4 separate regions of the Mus musculus genome follow, and regions 1, 2 and 4 are each linked to region 3. The links are chromatin contacts, called in public Hi-C and promoter capture Hi-C maps. All regions are on one chromosome and are shown on one strand. Each heading gives the region's core, a stretch centred on a gene start, on an enhancer-like site or on the middle of the called end of the contact. The rest is flanking DNA. Distances are from core to core; before and after follow the strand shown. Region 1 overlaps Col18a1 (collagen, type XVIII, alpha 1). Region 2 holds the start of Slc19a1 (solute carrier family 19 (folate transporter), member 1). Region 3 holds the start of Pofut2 (protein O-fucosyltransferase 2). Region 4 holds the start of Adarb1 (adenosine deaminase, RNA-specific, B1).

The links. Promoter capture Hi-C pulls out the DNA fragments that hold promoters and counts their contacts. A called contact is a pair of places that touch in the nucleus more often than the background predicts. Capture Hi-C pulls out chosen DNA fragments and counts their contacts.
Region 1: a contact with region 3 is called in a Hi-C map of liver, with 13 times the contacts expected there. The contact joins the enhancer-like site here to the promoter of Pofut2 in region 3. A contact is called at or near these places in 21 of 39 promoter capture datasets (3T3-L1-derived adipocytes, the C10 cell line, the HPC-7 cell line and 15 more), 5 of 15 datasets of contacts at CTCF or cohesin (CD8 T cells, the NIH/3T3 cell line, embryonic stem cells and 1 more), 48 of 484 Hi-C or Micro-C datasets (8-cell embryo, the G1E-ER4 cell line, LSK cells and 27 more), 29 of 115 datasets of contacts at active chromatin or transcription factors (the HPC-7 cell line, acute myeloid leukemia, bone marrow-derived macrophages and 19 more) and 3 of 9 other capture datasets (adipose tissue, liver and pancreatic islet).
Region 2: a promoter capture Hi-C map of liver shows a contact between it and region 3. The contact joins the promoter of Slc19a1 here to the promoter of Pofut2 in region 3. A contact is called at or near these places in 20 of 39 promoter capture datasets (the 3T3-L1 cell line, the C10 cell line, the SN4741 cell line and 12 more), 23 of 484 Hi-C or Micro-C datasets (B cells, CD4 T cells, CD8 T cells and 13 more), 13 of 115 datasets of contacts at active chromatin or transcription factors (double positive thymocytes, embryonic forebrain, embryonic stem cells and 5 more) and 3 of 9 other capture datasets (adipose tissue, embryonic stem cells and liver).
Region 4: a promoter capture Hi-C map of adipose tissue shows a contact between it and region 3. The contact joins the promoter of Adarb1 here to the promoter of Pofut2 in region 3. A contact is called at or near these places in 14 of 39 promoter capture datasets (the 3T3-L1 cell line, 3T3-L1-derived adipocytes, the C10 cell line and 8 more), 1 of 15 datasets of contacts at CTCF or cohesin (the NIH/3T3 cell line), 6 of 484 Hi-C or Micro-C datasets (B cells, CD4 T cells, embryonic stem cells and 2 more), 3 of 115 datasets of contacts at active chromatin or transcription factors (cardiomyocytes, embryonic stem cells and memory CD8 T cells) and 3 of 9 other capture datasets (adipose tissue, liver and pancreatic islet).

Annotation. Positions count from the first base shown.
Region 1 is chr10:77,117,262-77,119,961 of GRCm38.p6, forward strand. The region is part of intron 2 of Col18a1 (collagen, type XVIII, alpha 1); the gene reads right to left. Among named protein-coding and RNA genes, the nearest start is that of Col18a1, 48 kb to the right of the region's middle. Within about 2 kb of position 1,385, at least 22 of the 459 cell types and tissues checked have an H3K27ac peak or open chromatin away from gene starts, as enhancers often do. A contact at or near this core is called in 3T3-L1-derived adipocytes, the N1E-115 cell line, hepatocytes and 3 more, where this site is marked.
Region 2 is chr10:77,031,849-77,034,548 of GRCm38.p6, forward strand. Slc19a1 (solute carrier family 19 (folate transporter), member 1) reads left to right here and starts at 1,364. Exons shown (of 6, transcript NM_031196.3): 1 at 1,364-1,499.
Region 3 is chr10:77,257,952-77,260,651 of GRCm38.p6, forward strand. It overlaps Pofut2 (protein O-fucosyltransferase 2), which reads left to right and starts at 1,349. Exons shown (of 9, transcript NM_030262.3): 1 at 1,349-1,502; 2 at 2,623-2,700. The coding sequence starts at 1,372. It overlaps Gm10941 (predicted gene 10941), which reads right to left and starts at 1,272. Exons shown (of 2, transcript NR_026944.1): 1 at 776-1,272; 2 at 1-35.
Region 4 is chr10:77,416,852-77,419,551 of GRCm38.p6, forward strand. Adarb1 (adenosine deaminase, RNA-specific, B1) reads right to left here and starts at 1,422. Exons shown (of 11, transcript NM_001024837.2): 1 at 1,244-1,422. It overlaps Gm17769 (predicted gene, 17769), which reads left to right and starts at 1,525. Exons shown (of 1, transcript NR_027377.1): 1 at 1,525-2,700.

The sequences.
Region 1 (2,700 bases), core at 135-2,634, 140 kb before region 3:
GCACTCACTCTTGCTTAGTTCCCCCCACACCCTGCTGCTCACTTTGGAGTGTTGAATACACAGTATTCACTGGGTGGATGGATTCACAGCTCAGAGTCTAAGCTTTGGACCCCATCTGGAGTCTTGTACTACATATACATATGCACATGCATACACATTCATGGACACACACATGTCTACTCCATACTCAAACACACACACACACACACACACACACACACACACGCACACACGCACGCACGCACGCACGCACGCACGCACGCACACACGCGGTCACAGAAACACTTGCACTATCAGGGAACACTAAGGTCCTGGTCTACTAAAGGCCACCATCTCTGTCTCTCCCAGCCCTGTGTAAGGGGTCCCATCAGCTCTTCAGTCTGGCATCACTCTGTGTGCCCACAAGCAGCAACAGTCAGGATTTCAGATAAGAGGGAAAATAGAAGCCGGGGAGCCAGGAACAGCACCAACCCATTTCCCTGCCACTGCCTGATCAAGGATAACCTCAGACCCTTTGGAGACAGAGAGTATGTTGTCACACAGGATCTGTAGAGGAAGCATGGAGATTGCTTGGTCCAGAAGATGTCAGCCGCCAAGCTGGGGAGAGAACCCAAGGTAAAGAGAAAGAGATCCCTGCACCCACAGGAAGGTGGAGAGGGGACACTGTCTACACCTTAGATTCTAAGAGCTAAGGACTAGGTGAGATGGAAGAGAGTCCCAGGATACAGTTCCTACCCATCTGACTCAGGTTCAGTACCTGGTAGGTGCCCGCTGAGTGCTGAACAGGAGGGTTGGGGTGGGAGGATTGTGGCCCTGGAGCAAACATCTAAGTTTTCAAGGAACTCATAATCACAAGCTGGGCTCAGTCACACTGTCACACAGGCAGCTACTGAAAGACTACACCTCCCATGGTCTAGACCACCCCCACCCCCCAGCTCCTAGAGAACAGGAGCGATTCAGAGACAGGTCAGAGACAGGGACCAGCACAGGGCATCCCCCAGGAAGCAGGCATCCGCCATGATCCTGACTCCCAGCCCCCACCTGCAGCTTCCCTTCTCTTTGGCAGTTGTGAGAACAGCTTTCCTAGAAGTCAGTGTCCACTGGCAACCTGTGATTTGAGGACATTCATGCCTGAGGCTTTCTTCAACTGCACCTGAGTCTGACCTTGGGCTGGCTCTCCTGCTCTGTTGTCCTTATGACCTTGTGAGGAAGCAAGTCACCAGTGCCTGCCTTGTTCAGAGTGGCCCTTGTAATCTGGCAGATCTAACCCTCTGGAAGCCAAAGCTCCTGTTGGCAGGGTTCCCATAGTGCAGAACCTGGAAGGCAAGCCATTCCACAGGGACTTTGGTAACACACCTATACTGACCTCTACAGAGCTGTGCACTGCCCAGCTTACCCATGAGTTGCCTGAGTAGCCAGTATAACCCAGAGGGCCCCTGAGGTCCCTTGAGAACAAGGACTCAAGGACTGGCACAAGCCATACCTACAACGGCCAACAATCAATAACATCCTCTCTTAGCCCTCAGTGACTAGAGTCACATATGGCTCTCCTGCTGACGCCAGCCAGCAGGGATAGAGACTTGGTCAGGACAGGCATCAGCAGAACACCGGGGAGCAGGGGCCCAGAAGCCCCTGAGAGGACAAATGAGTTTATCTCAGTTTCAGAATCAAAGTACCAAGACAGGAGCCACGCCGTCCCTCACCCTCGTCTGCCAAGGTCCTTGGGTGTGCCACAGCAAGTTCTTGCCATGCAAGAAACTACTCCCTCCGCACCATCAATCCCAGTCCAGCAATGACAGGGACACAAAGATTCTCAGGACTCAGAGAGTTAGCAAATCAGGACCCTTTATAAAGGCAGCATTTCAGCTATGTTTCAATCTGGCAAACTCCTTCTAGGCACCAGACTATCCCGGCTACCTGGTTACTTCCACCCTCCTCGGGTGCCCTAGGGCATCCCCGTGGCTCAGCCAAGCACAGGCCTCTAAACTCCCGAAGACACCAATCTTCTGCAGACCAGGGTCACTTTGGCTTGGGCACTATAACCTCCTCCCATCACCATGGGGACAAGGGGCAAGCACTCATCTGAAAGGAGTCTTTAGCTCCTCATGTACCGTTCCTCCCAGCACTGGTTCCTTCCAAAAGTCCCACCCTCTCACATCAGTGGCAAGACGCACCCCTGCCCCAAGCTAGGGTTTGTTCTGTCTTGTTGGCCCGTCTGGTCTGGTTTAGATTCCTGAATAATGCAGTCTTCTATTTTCATTAAAAACTCCAAGACACCCACATGCGAGCAGGAACGGGCTCTTAGCAGTGTGAGTTGTTGAGACAGATGAGGCTCAGTGAGCCGCGGGATGGCTCTGGTAGACGGCTGGACGCTCAAGGGTCAAAAGTACTTCCACCGGGGCTGGAGAGATGGCTCAGTGGTTAAGAGCACCGGCTGCTCTTCCAGAAGTCCTAAGTTCAATTCCTAGCAACCACACACATGGTGGCTCACAATCATCTCTAATGGGCTTCCGATGCCGTCTTCTGCTGTGTCTGAAGACAGTGACAGCATACCCACATATATGAAATAAATATGCCCCAAGCAAATGGGGCCGGAGCAAGCGAGTGATGTGGTCGTGGTAGGGAGTACGCCACCAATTCCAGGTGTCACATTTTGTTCCGAAGCTACCCTTGAGACGTGGTATCTCTGGCTTTCCTACA
Region 2 (2,700 bases), core at 114-2,613, 230 kb before region 3:
TTGCTTTCCACATCTCTGGCCAGAGAAGCACTCTAGCTTCCTGATTCCCTTGTATAGCAACTAGGTGGCCAGCACCTTTGCATGTACCAAGAAGGCCCAAGTCCAGAGGGGTGTGGCCCCCATGGGCTGGGGAGGAGCCGTGCTGGTGTGGAGACTGGGTTCTCACACCTGGGACCCCATTCGTATAGATGACCATACCTATAGTCTAACCTCCCGGCACCCCACCACCTTGGGAATCTATTAAACCAGAGTTGCTGGTCGGCCATTCCTCTTTGGACCCATGCCCCTCTCCATTCGTTCTACTTTGCTGCCCTCGCAAGTACTCCGCCAAAACCCATCAGGAGGAAAGAGGCTGGTTTCAGGGAGCCCCGCCCTCTCCCAACCCACCTCAGGCTGCTAGCAGCCTCCACCTGCTGAGCATCAGCTGAACATCCCTGCTGGGGTGAGAGTTTGAAAGATTGGGGGATTGGTGGTGAAGGAGGGTGGGGTGGGGCCTAAAACGCTTAGGCCAGACTTCTGTCCCTGTTAACAGTCAAGTAGGTTGATACAAGGTGAGTAAGGTTTTGTGTGTGTGTGTGTGTGTGTGTGTGTGTGTGTGTGTGTGTGTAGGGGGTCTCCATGCATAGCTCAGCGCAATCCGTCGGTGCCCTTGGAACCTAAAGACGCTGATACCCAAACGAAGGGCGTGCACAGCTGGTGCAGTCTATATCTAGCGGTCAATGCCTTGGTGCCTGGAATGCTTTAGCAGGTGGTCGCGGGGCGCTCGTCTCAAGAGGAGCCGGACAGAGCCAGCGCAGACTTCTGCAGGCCAGCAGGGGTCAGGGGCGGACCCGGGGAGGGGCCTTGCTTGGTCTTAGGCCGGGCGGTCACCTCTGTGCTCGATCAGATCAAGCAATCTGCTGTGAGCTGAGACCCGGTCAAGCGCTGGACGGGTAGGGGGCTCGTAAAGGGGCTCAGGCGGGCTGCGGGGCCCAGGGGTTGGGTGAAGAGGAGACGGGATGGAAGGGGGCGGGGAAGAAGGGACTTATTGGAGAGGCGGACAGAGAGGGTCGGCTTGAGGAGGAAGCACAGGAGCCCGAACACTGGGCGAGCGTACTGAAGGGGGCCTGGAGTCTAGAGATGTAGGTTCTTAGGGCACAGGCTAGCAGACGCGCCACCGGTCGTCCGCTCCTCAGGGAACCACAAGACCCACCCGGTAGTAAATCTCCAAGTGTAGAGGGCGCGTGCATGAACCCCCTGTGGAAGTAGCTGCGGGTGTAGCCAGGTGTTTGCCCCGCCTCCTGGAAGTTCTGCGGCTGCGCCTCCTGTCTACCACGCTGGCCACTCCTTCGGGGCGTGGTCAGTCAGGTAACCACGCCTCTCCATGCGGCCCTTGAGCCTACGCGCGGGTTTTTGGGTGTTGTAGTCTGCGTGTGCGCGTTGAATCAGCCACAGGCCTGTGGGACGCAGAGCTAGGAATCCATTCTATGCGTGCCTGGGGAGCCACGGGGTAGTGCAAGGTACGGTTCTGTTCCTTCCGGTGTCCTGAAGACGAAAGCGGGCTGAATTCTCCACTACAGAGGACCGCGGAGTCCTTGGCGCGACTACAAAGCTCCAGGCAGGGTTTGTAGCGTGCGGAAGGCGCATGCGGGGTCTGCTGGGTGGAAGACAAGCAGAAGTCTTTGGGATGCATAGGGGCAGTAGGATAGGTGTGGGACACGGGCTAGTATCTGTGGGGTGTCAGGGTCCTTCTGTGAATACAGAGTATAGGTGAGGACCTCAGCGTTACGAGCCTCGGGGCAAGAGTCTGAGTGCTGGCCCGCATCCTGGGCTCATGGTTGCAGAACCGTCGGGAGGATAAATCCCCAGGCTGCCTAGTGGGACCTTTGAGCGCCATTTCTCTCCTTGTCATTCCTCTGGAACGGAGTTCTTTTGCTTTCAAAGTATCTTCCTCAGGTCAGGAATCACCACGTGCGCCTGCCCCAGCGACTTTAGAGCACGTGTTGCCTGCAAGGAAACCCCACTGCCCACGCCCTGGACGTGGCGCGCCTCCAAGGCTCATTGTTTAGCTCAGAGGTTGTAGGCACCCTGACAACTGTTAACAACTTCCCTTTGGAACAGGTGGAATCTGCAGCTTGTACAGGCTGCCTGTAGTAGCCAGTCTTTTCTGTACTTCCAGCATCTCTGTGACAGGGATACTAGACTTGGCTAATAGCCTAGGAATAAACCATATTGACGTGACTCCTCACCCGGTGAGTGTTCCCATCCTAACTTCCCTGTCTTCACGATGTTGGTCGGAACCTCAGGGGGCTAGAAGATGTTTGTGGGCCTTCTCTCAGTGGAGAGGATAGACTAAATCCTTAGACTTGCTTGCCTGACTGTTAAGAAGTAGCCTCCTCCCAGTGAGACTCAAGGACTCCGGGAGCTGCTCAGATGGACTCAGCAGGGCACAGAGCCTCTGACTTTGCAGAGCCTGACACATTCTCCGGGCTAGGGAGCCGGATGTGTGCCTTCCAACAAGGCACTGGGGCTGAGGAAAGAGATTGATTCTGGGCATTTGAGCCAGTGGCAAAGATACAGTCAACACTCAGCCACCACAATGGGAGAAGGGCATTGGCGTTTGTTTTCCCCCCTTCCTTAATTAAAAGGAACCTTCCTGTTTCAAGATAAAAAGAAAGTGGGCCTTGGAAAGAAGTTTGTGAACAGTTGTATTCCACACTT
Region 3 (2,700 bases), core at 99-2,598:
CTTTAAAGATCTCTCCACGATTGGACACAAGTCCTCTGTTAGGGTAATTAAAAAAATTTATTAATTAAATGTAAGTATACTGTAGCTGTCTTCAGACACCCCCAGAAGAGGGCATCAGATCTCATTACAGATGGTTTTGAGCCACCATGTGGTTGCTGGGATTTGAACTTGGGACCTCCGGAAGAATAGTCAGTGCTCTTAACTGCTGAGCTATCTCTCCAGCCCCTGTTAGGGTAATTATTATAATCTGGGTGCTTTCTCCCAGGCTCTGTCTTTTCTTTTTCCTACCCCTGCCTTTCAAAGACTAGGTTTTGGGGCTGGAGACGTGGCTCAGTAGCTAAGAGCAATGACTGCTCTTCCAGAGGTCCTGAATTCAATTCCCAGCAACCATATGGAGTCTCACAACCATCTGTAATGGGATCTGATGCCCTCTTCTGGTGTGTCTGAGGACAGCCACAATGTACTCATATACATAAAATAAATCTTAAAAAAAAAAGACAAAGACTAGGTTTTACTTTTTGATGAAGCTCAACTATCTCTTTAATGCTATGCTTTCTGGCCACCTGTGACTCTCTTGTTTTTATCAGATATCCGACTGTTACAGCATACAGTAGTAGCGTGCAGAGTATGTGGCTGTCTGCTTCGGAATCTGTATGTAATACTAACTCCATCAGTTAACACCACTTCAATGGGGTCTGTACAAACACTTGGTTCTAGACACTTCCACTGCGATGCAACTTTTAAAAAAGAAAAAAAAAAAGCCACAGTCACTCACAAGTATTTTCAGGAAAGCTCAGAGCTCCGTGGGGCACCTGGTCCTCTGACTCCTAAGCTGCTCGCTGCTCCAGCGCTAGAGCCCTACACGGAACGGAGAGCACCTTCAGGTCCTGCATCCATCCCCACTCCTGGAGGCCAGTGCTCTGTCCTCTGGCTCTGTCCTGCAGGACCAGACCTGCGGCCAGCTCCGCCCACATCCCGGGACCGTACAACACCCGGCAACAGGAATGCCTGGCGTCGTGATGCTCAGCAAGTCCCGGATGAGACCAAGCGAATTCTCTCTGCCCTCGGGACAAATAGCGCACCTCGCAAAGCCGACGACTCTAAGACTCAACCGAGCCAGGCCACCGCAGCGCCCTCAGCTGAAAGTACAACCAGGAGAGCTTGGGAAGGGCGTGACTGCGCTGAGGACACGCCCATTCCCCAGGACCCACCCCTGGTCACGCCCACATACTCCTACTCAGACGAAGAGAGGCGCGTGCGCACCGTGGGTCTGGCCGCGTTGCCGTAGCTACTGGAGACGCGCTCCGTGGGGCGGACAGGCGCACTTCCGGACCGGGGCGCGGCAGCCGGAAGTGCGTGGCCGCCGGGGCCATGGCGGCGCTCAGCGTCGTCTGCCTGCTGCTGGCAGCGGCATCCTGGCGGCCGGTCTCGGCTTCAGGAGAAGAATTCTGGCCTGGCCAGTCGGCGGCGGACATCCTGTCGGGGGCGGCATCCCGCAGACGGTAAGCGCGTCCACGCCGGCCGGGCGGAGCGAGGCATCTGGGACAGGGTCAGCAGCGGGCTGGGGGCAGCGGGACCGGGGCTGCGCACGCAGGCTGCAGGAGCGAAGGCTGCGTGGCGAAGGTCGCCCTGGCCTTGGGCTGAGCTGGCCGTCTACTCCCGAGAGATCGCTACCAGAAGGTCCGGGAGCGTAGGTGGAGCCCGGCTCTGGCCACCTCAGGCACGCTGTCCCGAGGCCGATCTTAAGTTCCAGCGAGACAGAAGTTCGTGTGGGCTGTCGTGGAGATGGCGCTTCTTCCGCGGCCGCTCTTCCCCAAACTGGAGGGAGGGTAAACCAGGGGTCTGGTGCCGACAAACCCAGTGATGACGGGACTGAAGCCTGCCCGCGATTCCGTAGAAAGGAATCTTGCTTTGGCGAAGCCTTAAATAAAGTTTTAGAACCGTTTTCACGGAGGGAGATTCTTCGTCACTTTGACTTTCTCAGATGTCATTAGTGTACTGTGGAGTTTTTCCACCGGCCAGCCAACCGGACCTGTAATATCACAGTGAGGCTTAATCAGAATATTATCATCCTATCCTTTTCACTGTTTTTATTTTGAAAATGCATATTTTTCATTTAAAATAATCTTTGTTAATATAACGAGACTGTTGTTATTTTTCAGTGAATGGATGAATACTTCTAGCTTTAGCTTCCAACACAGGAACTGTCAGTAGATTTAATTTATAAACCAGATTTGTCCAACCTGTGCCCATTGACCACATACATCTCAGAATAGCGATGAATTATTGATGACAGACAGCGTCATGCCTCATTGTCAAAGGTTTGGCCCCCCCTGAGTAAACAACTGGCCTTTGGGCATCTCATTAATTTTGTTCAGACTGTGAAGGAGTCAAGGAGTCTTTGGATGAGACACTGTGGGAATGGCTGTGAAACCGATTCTCAGGCTCAGCCGCTGAGGTTCCGTTTACATTCTGATTTGTCAGAGAGTGTGAATCTGCTGTTGGCACTTATGAGCTCTGCTGGTCATTGTATAGTCACTGCCCTCTCTGTAAGCCGGGTGTGGGTGCCCCATGAAGATTCCCCACAGTTCACACACGGCCTATGTCTTGCTCCCTTCTCAGGTACCTCCTGTATGATGTCAACCCCCCAGAAGGCTTCAATCTCCGCAGGGATGTCTATATCCGGGTGGCATCCTTGCT
Region 4 (2,700 bases), core at 172-2,671, 160 kb after region 3:
ACATTTCCCTTGCACACAGACACCACACAGTGATTTTCCTCTTGCCTATGTGTGCGCGTCAAAATTCACCTCCAACCCCTAATGTCCCAGATGGCTCCCACAAACAGCAGACGCGCTGGGTACTCGCGCTGGGTACTCGGAACTTCGTCTCCCAGGCGCTCGGCGCCCATGTGGGCTCTGAGCCCTCGGAAGGGGCATGGACCACCAAAAAAGCAGCCTGCCTCACCTAGGTTACGGTGTCCACCCCGTGGGAGCGCAGTGTCTCCTTTGCAGGACACAAGATGCTCTCACTGGGCGTAGCTTTCCCTCTGTGGGATATAGGGTTAGGGTCTCCCTCCTCGGAGTTCAGAGTATACTCTGCAGGGCACAGGGTTCCCTCCCTGTGCCCTTCCTCTGGGCGCCGTCTCGCCTCTGCGGAGCACATGGTCCCTTCTGCAGGGCACAAAGTCCCCATCCCCTGGTGCAGCTTCCTCTCCTCAGAGCACAGGGTTCCCACCCCCCAGCCTGAGCTTAGCCTCCCTTCTGCTAGGCACTGGTCCCTTCTGCAGAATACAGAGCTCAACCTTTCCTCTACCAAGCACATGGTCCCTTCTGCAGGGCACAGGGTCCCCATCCCCGGACACAGATTCAGAGTGACACAGGGTGTCTCTTCTCAGGGCGCAGCTTTCCTTTTGCAGGGCACAGGTCCCCTCTCTAGGATACAGGGTCCCCATCCCCGGACGCAGCTTTCCTTCTGCAGGGCACAAGGTCCCCCTCCCGGTGTGCAGTGTCCCCTGTGCTGGGTAAAGGTCCCTTCCCGGGGTACAGGGTCCCCTCCCCGGAGCACAGGTCCCCTCCGCCCGGTACACCATTCCCCTCCCCGGGCGCAGTCTCCTCTCTGATGGGCACAGGTCCCCTCCCTGGAGTACAGGGTCCTCTCCGCGGGCACAACCTCCTGTCCGAGAGGCGCACGGTCGGCTCGCCGCGGCGCAGCGCATCCCACGCGGACGCGGCGCCTCCAGGAGCGGACGAGCCGTCCTGGGCGCAGCCTCCTCCTGCAGCGCAGCGCATCCAAGAGGACCGCGGCCCGCCCTCCGCGCGCCGCCCGGGATGCGCCAGGGACCCCGCAGCTCGCCGCGGGCCCGGGCCCCGCACCATAGGGTCTGGGGTCGGTGGTCAGGTCCGCGGCCGCCGGCGCTGCGCGGCCTCAGCCACCTGCCCCGCGCTTACATAAACGCGGCCGCCCGCGTCCCCGCCGCCTTACCTCCGCTCACGCTGCGCCCGCGGGCTGCCGGCGTCTGGCTCTGGGCGCTGCGGCGGCCTCGGCTAGCCCCGCGGCCCCAGCTAGGAGCCCCTCGCCGCCGCCTCAGCCTCAGCCACCTCAGCCTCAGCCGCTGCCTCAGCCTCTGCCTCTAGCCTCGGCGCCGGCGGCTCCGCCCCCTCGGCTCGCCCCGCCCCAGCCGCCGCAGCCGCGCGCGCGTGCTCGCTTGCAGGGGTGGAGCCAGCGCTCCACGCTGACGTGCGCGCCTCCTGCCCGGAGCCGACGTCCGGACTCGCTCGCGGCGGCGGGAACTGCGAGGGTTAGCGGTTAGAACCAAAACAGGTCGTGCGTCGCTAGGGAGACTCGAAGCGGAAGGGAGCCTCCGACACGCACCGAGAAGATCGACGGGGGCGGGGTTCTCGAACTCGCGGGCAGGAGCCTCGGATGGGACCTAAGGGGACAGGTGGGACCAAGGATCCTAGAGATCCTGTGGGATCTGGGAATGGGGCAGGGAAAATCAGAGCGAAGCCACTGAAGTGCGACTGTGACCGCCGCTTGAAGACCTACTACACCCCGTACGTGGTACCCTGGCATCCCGCAAGAATCGTCCCTGGGCCTTCGTCCAGTTTTGAGAGCTGGCCCTGGCCACTGACACCCACCTCCGTAGACCTTGAAAATAAGTAGGGAGAGGAGCAGGGACATGATTTTGTGAAGCAGGGTGTCTACTGGTGGTCACTAGAAATGATGGCCGGTTTTTAACCTAGACCCCAGGGTCAAGTTCAGGCTCTGCCACCTCTTAGGCATACCAGATGTGTCTTGTGCTTGCATTGTCTGTTTCCACGTTTGTTTAAAAAGAAAAAGGTCTAGTAAAAGACAAGTGCAGGTAGGTAAAGTACTGTGTCGAGCATCCAAGATGTGGTCAACAACTTGTGTGGTTCCTCGCCAGATTGTCTTAACCTGGGGTGCTATGCCCAGAACGGGGCCTGGAGAGGTCCAGAATCGGAAGCATGAACTGACCACAGGAGTAGTGTTGTAGCCGGTCCACATCTGCTTCCATCACAAAAACATGTCCTTTGGACCAGCTAGCCACTCAATGAATTCTTCAGCCTGCCTAAAAGGTGGGCACCAGGCAGTGCCTACGGGTGCACTTGTTGGCAAGTAAGTAGAGATCATCACTCTTGGAACACCTACCAGGATGTCAAGCTTCACATACAAGTATGTGCACAAGGACAAATGTGTCTGTTTCTAGGTATCACACTACCCCAGAACTTAGTAACTTAAAGTCATGGTTTGTAAGTCTGATGAATAGCAGCTTTTATGCAGTGTTCAGCTGGTTTGGTTCATCTCTGCTTCATAGATGACCTCACTCCCTTATGTCATGTGTTACCTACTGTTAGTAAGCTAGCTCTCGTTGCTTCTCATAATGGCTGTGGTTTGGCCACAAGAGAGCAAGTTCCAGC